Regions from separate parts of the Hordeum vulgare genome. Here regions 1 and 2 are each linked to region 3. Evidence: chromatin contacts called from public Hi-C and HiChIP or PLAC-seq data. All regions are on one chromosome and are shown on one strand. Each heading gives the region's core, a stretch centred on a gene start, on an enhancer-like site or on the middle of the called end of the contact. The rest is flanking DNA. Distances are from core to core; before and after follow the strand shown. Region 1 holds the start of LOC123402618 (soluble starch synthase 2-2, chloroplastic/amyloplastic-like). Region 2 holds the start of LOC123401542 (geranylgeranyl diphosphate reductase, chloroplastic). Region 3 holds the start of LOC123403415 (ATPase GET3B).

Region 1 (3,361 bases), core at 116-2,615, 380 kb before region 3:
CCCTCTTCTTGCCAGAGCCTTGGGTAAAGCACCCACAACATCTCCAAGCCCACCTATGCATGATATCAGCAGTCAGAGAACAAATTAACACAAGTTTAAGAGTAGTCCATGCGACCATGCCAAGTCTATTTGCTAAGTTTATGTATGCATGCCTGTTTTACAGAAAGGAGCACACTCAGAAGCCACAACGATGACATTCATCACATTCGGGCCAGCCAAAGGACCAGACCCCTTGTTCTCACTGTCGACCGGAGAACTCGACACTTCTGCTGCATCTCCACCGGTGTCAACCATAGCCCCAACCTGTTCAGCGACAACAACGTCTTTCCAATAACCTGATGCCGCCGCCGAGACAGGAGCTGAAGGATCGGCTTTGGATCTGATCCCAGCTGCCCCATTTTGCTCTGCAACTCTACTGTCTAGCCTGGGTGCAGATGCAACTGATTTTTGTGAAGCAGCATCCTTATTTTCAGCAGCCTGGTTAGGAAGCGGAATCCATTAGCAATTCAGCATAAGAAAGCATCAAGGGCAATGCCGCGCAGTAACAAAATTCTGAAGGGAAAAACGCATGGCAAAACCTGCACGTGAGGGAGGCTACATTTCCCAACAGAAAGGGCGACTAAACTGCGCTTTTTGCACTAAAAATAAACCTCGTTCTGACAAGCAAAGCATGTGCAGAAACTTCGAACGGAAAAGAGGGAATGATAGCGTTACCAACCTTGACCTTGGCGCGCTGCCCAGAGACCCCCTCCGAGCTCTCCCCTGCCGCCGCGCCCTCCTCGCCACCAGCTGCCGCGCAGGGGCGGCGGCACGGCACCGGCCCGTCTCGAGAAAATCCTCGCCGCGCCCAATGCAGCCGCGTATCGGCGGCACCGCCGTAAGGGCGCGGGGAGCAGCTCCGCCAGCGCCGCGGCGACGAGGAGGAGCAGGAGGAGGAGGAGGCCACGAGCAAAAGGAACGCCGCGGACGAGGAAGCGATGTACCCCGACATCACGGGATCCGACACGCCAGAGCCAGAGGTCGCGCGCTGCGGGCTGAAGGGAAATAGCCGAGCAAACAAGGCGGGGAAGTAGGTGTGGCTGCACGTTTTTGCGGGAGATTAAGCTCGGACGAAGTGAGGGCGACGGCGAGCGGCGCGAGCACGAGGGAAATTAAGCGCGGGTGGAAGAAAGATCTGCGATGGGTGCGTGTGGCTGCAGGCTTTTGCGGCGGCACGGAGTGGGGGTCCGGGAGGCGGGGGATCTGGAGGCCAGGGACAGGCGAGCGGCTTGTGTGGTGGAGCTCGGAGGCCGAGACGGGGACGAGCTAGAGCGCCCGCGCCGAGGAAGGCGACGAGTAGAGGTGAGTGAACGGCGGAGTGTTGGCTCTTTTTTTTTTTTTATGGTCTTGACACGGCCTGTGGATGACGGGTGGGACCAGGCTTGCCAGCAACGTGCGTCACGTGTAATGGTGGCCGCTGCTCATTGGTCAAGCGTCGCTCTGGGTCCACGGGAACCGCTGTAGTTTATGTACCCATGTGCCGTGTAGGATTGGGGACTTCGCGTCACGGGCTCTTGGACTCCACAGTTTTCTTTTGGGCAACGATAGGCGCCGGTGCGCCGTGCTAAATTTAGGCCGGTCACTATCCTATCCTTCCATTTGTCTAGTTGCAACCGTCTAGAATTCCTATTTGACGCTACAGGCGCTGTTACAGTACAATTTTGTTAACGGACACCCGCAGCGACCCGCGCTGGGCCGGTCCAGATCGGGTTAACATGCAGTAACCACCGCGTCACTGAACCCGATCTGATGACTAATTTTTTTTTACACTTTTTCTTTAGTTTCTGTTTTTTGCTTCTGTTTTTCGTTTTGCTTTGTTTTTCATTTTTGCTTTTGTTTTTCATTGTTTGCTTCTCTTATTTCATCTCTTTTTTTCCTTTTTTTTCTTCATGGCTCGATGATTTTTTATAGTTCGTAAACTTTCTTTTCAAATTCACCAAACCTTTTCTAGTCAAATTAACGTTTTTAAAAATTTGATGAACTTTTTCTCAAATTCAATGAATTTATTTAATTCGATGAACTTTTAAAAAAAAAATGAACTTTTTTCACATTTGATGAACTTTTTAAAAATATGACGAACTTTTTAAAAATTTGATGAATGTTTTCAAAATTAATGATTTTTTAATTCATTGATTTTCTAAAAATAAATATAGGCTTTTTTCAAATTCAATGAACTTTTTAAAATATTTTGATGAACTTTTTTCAAATTTGTTGAACTTTTTTTGAAAATCATTAACTTTTTTCAAATTTGAAGAACTTTTTTTGGATTTTTTTTATTTTGATGAACTTATTTCAAATTCCTTGAACTTTTTTGAAAACTGATTAACTTTTTTTCAAAATTTGATGAACGTTTTCAAAATTATTGAACTTTTTATAAAAATAATGAACCTTTATCAAATGTGATAATTTTCTTTCAAATTTTATTATTATTATTATATTTCAAATCTGTCAACATTTTTTCCATTTAAACAACTTTTTTGCAAAATCGTTGTACTTTATTTTTCAAAAATTAATGAACTTTTTCAGGGCCTGCAGGGGCGCCGAGCTGTTTGATGGGGCGGCTCAATGCAGCGCGCTGCAAGTGCGAGGAGGGCAAACCGACATGTGCAGCGCCGTATAGGAGGTCCCACAATCGTCACATCTGGGTTCTTTTTCTTCCCCCTTTTGTCAACGCATGTGATCCGAAAAATAAAAAGAAACCCGTGTTCCGTAGCGGCCGTGTTCGTCCCATTGCCGCCCACTCTCGTCGGGAACCCCAAGCCACTAATGCCCGTCATTTTGCCGCTCGTGCCCGCCGGCCACCCATGCCGACCGCGCTCGTCCCTCGATCGCCCCATCCTTCTTACATTGGTGACTACAACTCATCCGTCGGCTGGTTCCAGCTCACAGCCACCGTGGTTGCAACATCACCGGCTCCACTCGTCGTCGTCATCCACTCAGACCATCGAGTTCCATGCAAAAGAAATCTTAGCCAAAACAAAAACTTCATTGATTTTGTCGACAATAACAAAAACACATGCCGGTTGCAGCAAAAATTATCCATGTTTCCCGAAAAAACACATCGTTGCCGCCGGTGATAGCAAGAAGTCTAACCTCCCATGCAGCAAAAAATCTTGTCGTTTCCAGTAAGTTTTTTTGTCGGTTCAGCAAAAATGAACTCGATGACGTCCGGTTCTAGCACTTGTCAATAGTGCTTGCAACTTTTCTTCTACACGGTTCCAGCAATACAAATCTTTAGGTGCAGCATCGGAGCTTGTCGTCTTCGTCGCCGACAGCTGATGGTTGCAGCACGTGTGGACCCTGGTTCCAACGTTACAAGACT
Region 2 (3,219 bases), core at 535-3,034, 280 kb before region 3:
GCATTTGTGGTCACCTCGAAGCCATATGCCATTGTGGTGAAGCTTTGTGGTGTTGTTGGAAGCCTCCAATTAAGTTGTGGAGATTGCCCCAACCTTGTTTGTACGGGTTCGTTGACCGCCCTCAAGGGTCCCTTAGTGGAATCATGGCATCTTGCATTGTGCGAGGGCGCGAGAAGATTACGGTGGCCTTAGTGGCATCTTGGGGAGCATTGTGCCTCCACACCGCTCCAAACGGAGATTAGCATCCACAAGGGTGTGAACTTCGGGATACATCGTCGTGTCCGCGTGCCTCGATTATCTCTTACCCGAACCCTTTACTTATGCACTTTACTTTGTGATAACCATATTGTTTCTTGTCATATATCTTGCTATCACTTAGTTGTTTATCTTGCTTAGCATAAGCTGTTGGTGCACATAGGTGAGCCTAGTTGTTTTAGGTTTTGTGCTTGGCAAATTAAACGTTAGTTTTATTCGAATTTGTTCAAGCCTAAACCGAAATTATTTTAAAGCGCCTATTCACCCCCTCCCCCCTATAGACGACATCCACGTCCTTTCACTTGGTAACCACCCTTCAAATATTAATGCTAAAGCCATCACACACTCGTCATATGCCATCTTCCTTAAGAAGTTCCAAGCAATGCATAATTCCTTGCCAAGTCACCGATGTAAAATGCGAAAACACAATATAAAGAATATGTCCCTCAGGATAATACTTTGCCTTCATCAATTTTGCACAAAACGAATCCGAACAACCCAACAAATGCCAAACAATGTTTAGCTAGAAGAGGCTGGTTAAATAATCTGAGGTCACGAAATCCCATTCGACCCTTACTCCCACGCTAACCAATGAATTTTTCTTCTATCTTCCTTATCTCTCCATCTAAAGTTCGTGATAAGCCAGGATAACTCCTCAGCAAGAGAAGCCGGGAATCCAGAAATTATCATAGCGTACACAGGTAGAACTTGAATGATTGATTTTATAGAACTTCTTTCACCCCGCACAAAGTAAAAAATTTAATCCAGTCTGAGAGTCTTTTGAAAGCATTTTCTTTAGCACACTGAAGTTGCCATTGTAGCTATTCTTATTTTCTGGTTGTTGATGGAACGTCGGAAGATAATATTCAAGCCGATTACACCATTCAGTGCTGGCATGTAGAAACTAGTAATAGAAAGAAGAAAGTTATGAACACATATTATGACGTGGCCAAACACCATCCTCTACCACGGCTAGCCACTAACTCACGATGTCGTCGGAACTCGCTTAACCACTAACACGCGAGGTCGTCTGCTTGCGGAGCCCGTGACCGTCAGCGGCAGAGTCCGGCCGGGTGATGGATGCCAAGTTTTCGACGCTAGCCGAGACGATGGACTGGACGACATGGACGATGCATCATGTGTAGTCTCGTCGCAAGGACGGACGACCTGGACGGATGCATGGTGGTCTTGATGCAAGGACGGGCCTGACATGCATATGCCGTTTTCCAAAGCAAAAGTGACGTGCATATAAGTGTTTATTGGACATCATTTTTGAGAATGTTTTTAACGTGGCAAACCATCGCCCATTACTCATCAGAGTACACAACACAACGATACAAACAAGCTCGTCCGACTTGGCAAAACCACGTCCACTCGCGCGGGCCGAGCGGCAAAAGCGAAAGCACACAGAAACCTCATCCACACGCGCGATCCAGGCCGTCCACGGCGCCGATCCGACGGCCGGCCTCCCCCGCGATCCCCCTCACGGCCTCATCCTATCCTCGGCCTCTCCGCCCCACTTCACTAGTACGCACTACGTGTGCGTGCCCTGCTCGCGCCTCACCGACCCTCACACTCGCTCGCTCCCTCCCCACCGCACGTCGAGCTCGAGCCAGCCGAGGAGCTCACCGGGGCAAGAATGACGTCCCTCTCCTCGTCCGCGGCCACGGCGCGCGCCACCTTCCTCCCTTCCTCCTGCCGGGCGCGGCCGGCGGGCGGGAGGAGGTCGCAGCTCCTCGTGACCCGCGCGGCGACGTCGAGCCCCAAGCTCCCCGGCGGGCGGAAGCTGCGGGTGGCGGTGGTGGGAGGTGGCCCCGCGGGCGGCGCGGCGGCGGAGGCGCTCGCCAAGGGCGGCGTGGAGACGGTGCTCATCGAGCGGAAGATGGACAACTGCAAGCCGTGCGGCGGGGCCATCCCGCTCTGCATGGTGTCCGAGTTCGACCTGCCGCTGGACCTCGTCGACAGAAGGGTCACCAAGATGAAGATGATTTCGCCCTCCAACGTCGCCGTCGACATCGGCCGCACGCTCGCGCCGCACGAGTACATTGGCATGGTCAGGCGCGAGGTGCTCGACGACTTCCTCCGTACCCGCGCGCAGAAGGCCGGCGCCGAGGTCCTCAATGGTCTCTTCCTAAGGTATGCATACATACCATTCCTTGCGTCCATCATACTAATTCATATGCAAGATTTTGACTTTTTGAGCATGCCAGTACTAGTTCTCCACTTCTCGTGCCATTGTGTAGGATTTCATTCTGACAATATATTACCGAGCATAAGTGAAGTGCGGCAATGTCAGAATTGGGTGGCGGTAGCATTAGAATTACATGATAACTTAAAACGCGAGAGGAGAGACTCTGTCTTTGTAGCTTCACCTTCGTCGACTACTGTATTTGGCCCGTATGCATGTGTGTCAACAGTCCATGCTCAGCTTATTACTAGCTGGAGTAGTACCTATGCAAGATTACTAACTGAAAATCATTTCATATTTGACATATGAACTGAACAAACTGAAATACACATGCAATGCTAAATTCACAGCCATATTGTTGTAGAAAGTCAGTGGCTAATCAAGTGCCGTTGTGAATAAGCTGTGGCTCATCCCTGTGTTTATGACGTAAACAGTGTCTGATCGATCTTATCCTGGCGCAGGTACGAGGAGCCCAAGGAGCGCAACGGCACGTACACGGTGCACTACAACCACTACGACAGCTCCAACGGCAAGGTGGGCGGCGAGAAGCGGTCGTTCGAGGTGGACGCGATCGTGGGCGCGGACGGCGCCAACTCGCGCGTGGCCAAGGATATGGGCGCGGGCGACTACGAGTACGCCATCGCGTTCCAGGAGCGCGTTAAGATCCCCGACGACAAGATGCGCTACTACGAGGAGCGCGCCGAGATGTACGTCGGCGACGACGTCTCCCCCGACTTCTACGGCTGGGTGTTCCCCAAGTGCGACCACGTCGCCGT
Region 3 (3,462 bases), core at 885-3,384:
AACAATTTTTTACTTCTATATGTTGAACGATAGCAAATTATGATCAATTTGTATTAAAATAATATATTATGCAATATATTTTATATATAGTTTAATACTAGTACAATATGTTGCTATAATCGGTTATATGCGCCAAAAGGAAGGGCTATAGGTTTAAAAAAAATGAATACACACACTTAAATTCCTGGGCCCGCCCCTGAGTACTGAATAGATGAATACTCCCTGTGTCCCTAATATAAGACATTCCTGCAGTTCAAATATAAGATGTTTTGCAGTTCAATGTTTTTGCAGTTCAAATTTAACTGCAAAAACATCTTATATTTAGGGACATATGAAGTATTTAATAGGGTATATATCCTCCCAATTTCACAAGTTAACATAAAGGCGCAATGCGAAGCTGTGCAAACAAGCACAAATAAGCAAAGGGTACAGCAGCAGCAATGCATTTGCGTCTACTATTGTTTATCAAGCAAAATAACAGAAGAGATATCGCAAGCAATTTTCGCAATACAAAATAAATCATTTTTTCTTCATTCAGCCATTTAATCTGTGGTCTGGGCCTTGCATCTTAACATAACAGCACATCACACTAAGGACAATAGTACCTTCAAGATCTTCCCAATGGATGCATCAAGGAAGTCTGGCAAAGATAATAATCGGAGTGTATGGCCCTGGTAATGGGTGAGGCAAATCATAATGTGATTGTCGAGAGTCAACTTTGGATTCACAGAAATATGGTCATTACCGTAGGAGCAGTGTCAAATACAATGCGGCTAAACATGCTATACTCCGGTGCTTCGAGGAATTGTATAACCTGGTGTAGTATGAAATAGGAAATCATAAGCTAGAGCTGGAAGAAACAGGTGAAGTAGGGAGATATAAGCCCGGAGCCATCTCTTTTTACCTTTGAAATTGCTATTGCTTCATCCAATCCTGGTGGTGGTGTGTCCAATAACTCCCCCAGTTTTAACTCCCCAAGCTGTATTTAATAAAGAATAAACATGATAACTGTAAAACACAAAATGGACGGAGCAATTCAGGATAATAACAAACAAGAGAACAGTTATGACTGAACGTAATGGACATGGAATGATGTATTGGTAGCAAAAGAACAAAAAAAATTGCCATATACCTGCTCAGCAAGAATCCCTAGGCCCATGCCATCCATGAAATCTTTTACTCCGGTCCCTCCATTCTTTTGATTTATTGTCCGAAACTCTTCACGAGACTTCTCAGGATTTATCTGTGCCAGAGTTGCAAAATGTCACATTTAAACAACGCAGTTCGAGATTCTAGAGTCCAGACCAAGTGATATACATGATTAACCAGCCCTCCACTACTTGTGAATCCACAGAACTTAACCCTTGTGATCTCTGAATCTTCTCCCAAATTTAGGAGTTGAGTTTTCCATGTTACTAAATTTGAAATGGTTTTACGGAAGTAGTCCTGTTAACATTGCATCAATAGAAAAAGGACACTAGATATGTAAACTTTTCAAGGGAAATCAATGATAGAAGTTGGCTGAACTATCAGAGTATACTTGAACTATCGAGACAACACAAAACATTAGCACTCCAACATATTAGCATAGGCTGGCTTCGGAGTTTCAATGTGGACATACCAATGTTACTCACCTCAAGCGCAAACAATGGCGAATCGGTACCTTCGACAGGTGCGAGAGCCCCGCCAGTCAAATCCTAAAACACGCAGGCAGGGGCAATGTTACAAATACATCAGGAGAACAAACCCGGAGCAAAGTCACTGGAGGTGCTGGAGGCTGGTGGTCGACCTGCGCAAACGAATCGCTCAGCGAGTGGGCAGGGTCGGTGGAGACAACGAGGGTGGGATGGCCGCTGTTGGCGAAGCGCACGGCCAGCGACGCCGCGCAGCTCGTCTTCCCGACGCCCCCCTTCCCGCCGAGCATGTAGTACCGCCGCGTCGTGCGGGCGGCCATCTCCTCGAACCCCAGCGCCTCGGCCCCCTCCTTCGCGGACGGGGCGGCCTCCGCCGCGGCCGAGGCGCGCAGGCGCAGCGACGGGTAGCGGAGGGGGCGCCTTAACGGGAGGCGCGCGGGCGCCGCCAGGGAGAGGCGATGCGCCGCGGCGTGGAGGTGCGGCGAGGCTGTCGCGAGCATCGTGGATGGGGGGTGTGGGGGGGGGGGGGGGATGGCCTCGTCTGTTCGGGTTTCGCTTCTCAGCTTCTGGTCGATTTCTGGCGAGTGAGGACGACGAGGCCGGTCTCTCGCACAGGAGGAGCGCGATGCGGAATATCCTACTGGACGCTCACTGCGGCAAACTGCCGATGAAACGCAAAGGAAAGAGTACGAGAGAACGACATGGCCCGGCCCATTTTCAAAAGCGTAAACGTGCTACTGGATCCCGGTTTTGGGAACCTTCTAGAAAGTTCTCGAACCGGATTTTTACTGTTTTTTTCGGATTTCTGGCCGTTTCTTTTTCTTTTCTTCTGTTTCTATTTCATTCCTTCTTCTTTTTTCTTTTTCAATTTTATTTTCCTTTTTCCTGTTTCCGTTCATTTTCCTTTATTTTTCTTGTTTTGTTTTTCAAATTTATCTTTCTTTTAAGAAAAGGTTTAAAAGTTGGAAAAATATTACATTCTACTGGCTGATCGCGTGCGTCCATCTGCCGGCTCCGTGGCCGTTCGATCATGTGTTGATCAGACAGTCGAGAGTGTCCCGCGTTCATCAAAGCCGCTTTCATTTTTCCTGCAACTCACATATTGTTTCAGGATAATTTCCTGCAACTCACCTGTTGTTTCATGATAGTTTCATGCAACTCATCTATTGTTTTAGCACAGACAATCCTGGTACTGGGTAACAGTAGGGTTCATCCGACCGATCAGAAAATGTCGTAATTTTTGCAACATGAGTCAAAAGATGTCGTATTTTTTTTTGCAACATGTTGTAATTTTTGCAACACGGGTTAGAACATGTCGTAATTTTTGTAATATGTTGTAATTTTTGCAACATGGATCAGAAAATGTCGTAATTTTTACAACATGTTGTAATTTTTGCAACATGGGCCAGTTGTTGTAATTTTTGCAAGATGGTCTCGGACATGGCCGAACACCAAGCCTGAAAATTCGGTGGCCTCCAAATTCCACTCCACCCCAGCCGCCTGTAGCAATAACAAGAAGCTATTCCGTAGAAGAAATGGAGGGCGACGAGATCTTTGTAAGCCCAGACTCGCTCTGGTTCCACTCCAACGTCCTCCACGGGCAGCTGCGCTTCAAGCAATACTCGAAGGAGCTGAAGTCACCTAGGAGGCACCCCAAATGCGTCGACGGCGAGGTGACGCTGGGAGCGAGTAGAGCAGATCAGAGAAGCAGGGCGCTCGAGGAGCGCATCAAGGCATGGCAGGAGGAGCAGTGTGTGTGTGGGGGGGGGAGACGGTCGTCGTTGCGGCGCCGACACGGTGTTCGCCAATACTCGCTCCCATCCAACGG

The links. A called contact is a pair of places that touch in the nucleus more often than the background predicts. HiChIP or PLAC-seq counts read pairs in DNA pulled down with a chosen protein or histone mark.
Region 1: a contact with region 3 is called in a Hi-C map of seedling, with 3 times the contacts expected there. The contact joins the promoter of LOC123402618 here to the promoter of LOC123403415 in region 3. A contact is called at or near these places in 2 of 6 Hi-C or Micro-C datasets (leaf and seedling) and 1 of 1 datasets of contacts at active chromatin or transcription factors (embryo).
Region 2: a contact with region 3 is called in an H3K4me3 HiChIP or PLAC-seq map of embryo, with 5 times the contacts expected there. The contact joins the promoter of LOC123401542 here to the promoter of LOC123403415 in region 3. A contact is called at or near these places in 1 of 6 Hi-C or Micro-C datasets (leaf) and 1 of 1 datasets of contacts at active chromatin or transcription factors (embryo).

Annotation. Positions count from the first base shown.
Region 1 is chr6H:506,475,477-506,478,837 of MorexV3_pseudomolecules_assembly, reverse strand. It overlaps LOC123402618 (soluble starch synthase 2-2, chloroplastic/amyloplastic-like), which reads right to left and starts at 1,365. Exons shown (of 8, transcript XM_045096556.1): 1 at 719-1,365; 2 at 153-477; 3 at 1-53. The coding sequence starts at 991.
Region 2 is chr6H:506,372,145-506,375,363 of MorexV3_pseudomolecules_assembly, reverse strand. LOC123401542 (geranylgeranyl diphosphate reductase, chloroplastic) reads left to right here and starts at 1,784. Exons shown (of 3, transcript XM_045095369.1): 1 at 1,784-2,391; 2 at 2,905-3,219. The coding sequence starts at 1,895.
Region 3 is chr6H:506,091,725-506,095,186 of MorexV3_pseudomolecules_assembly, reverse strand. LOC123403415 (ATPase GET3B) reads right to left here and starts at 2,134. Exons shown (of 10, transcript XM_045097348.1): 1 at 1,790-2,134; 2 at 1,635-1,697; 3 at 1,133-1,243; 4 at 905-979; 5 at 746-814; 6 at 606-671. The coding sequence starts at 2,134.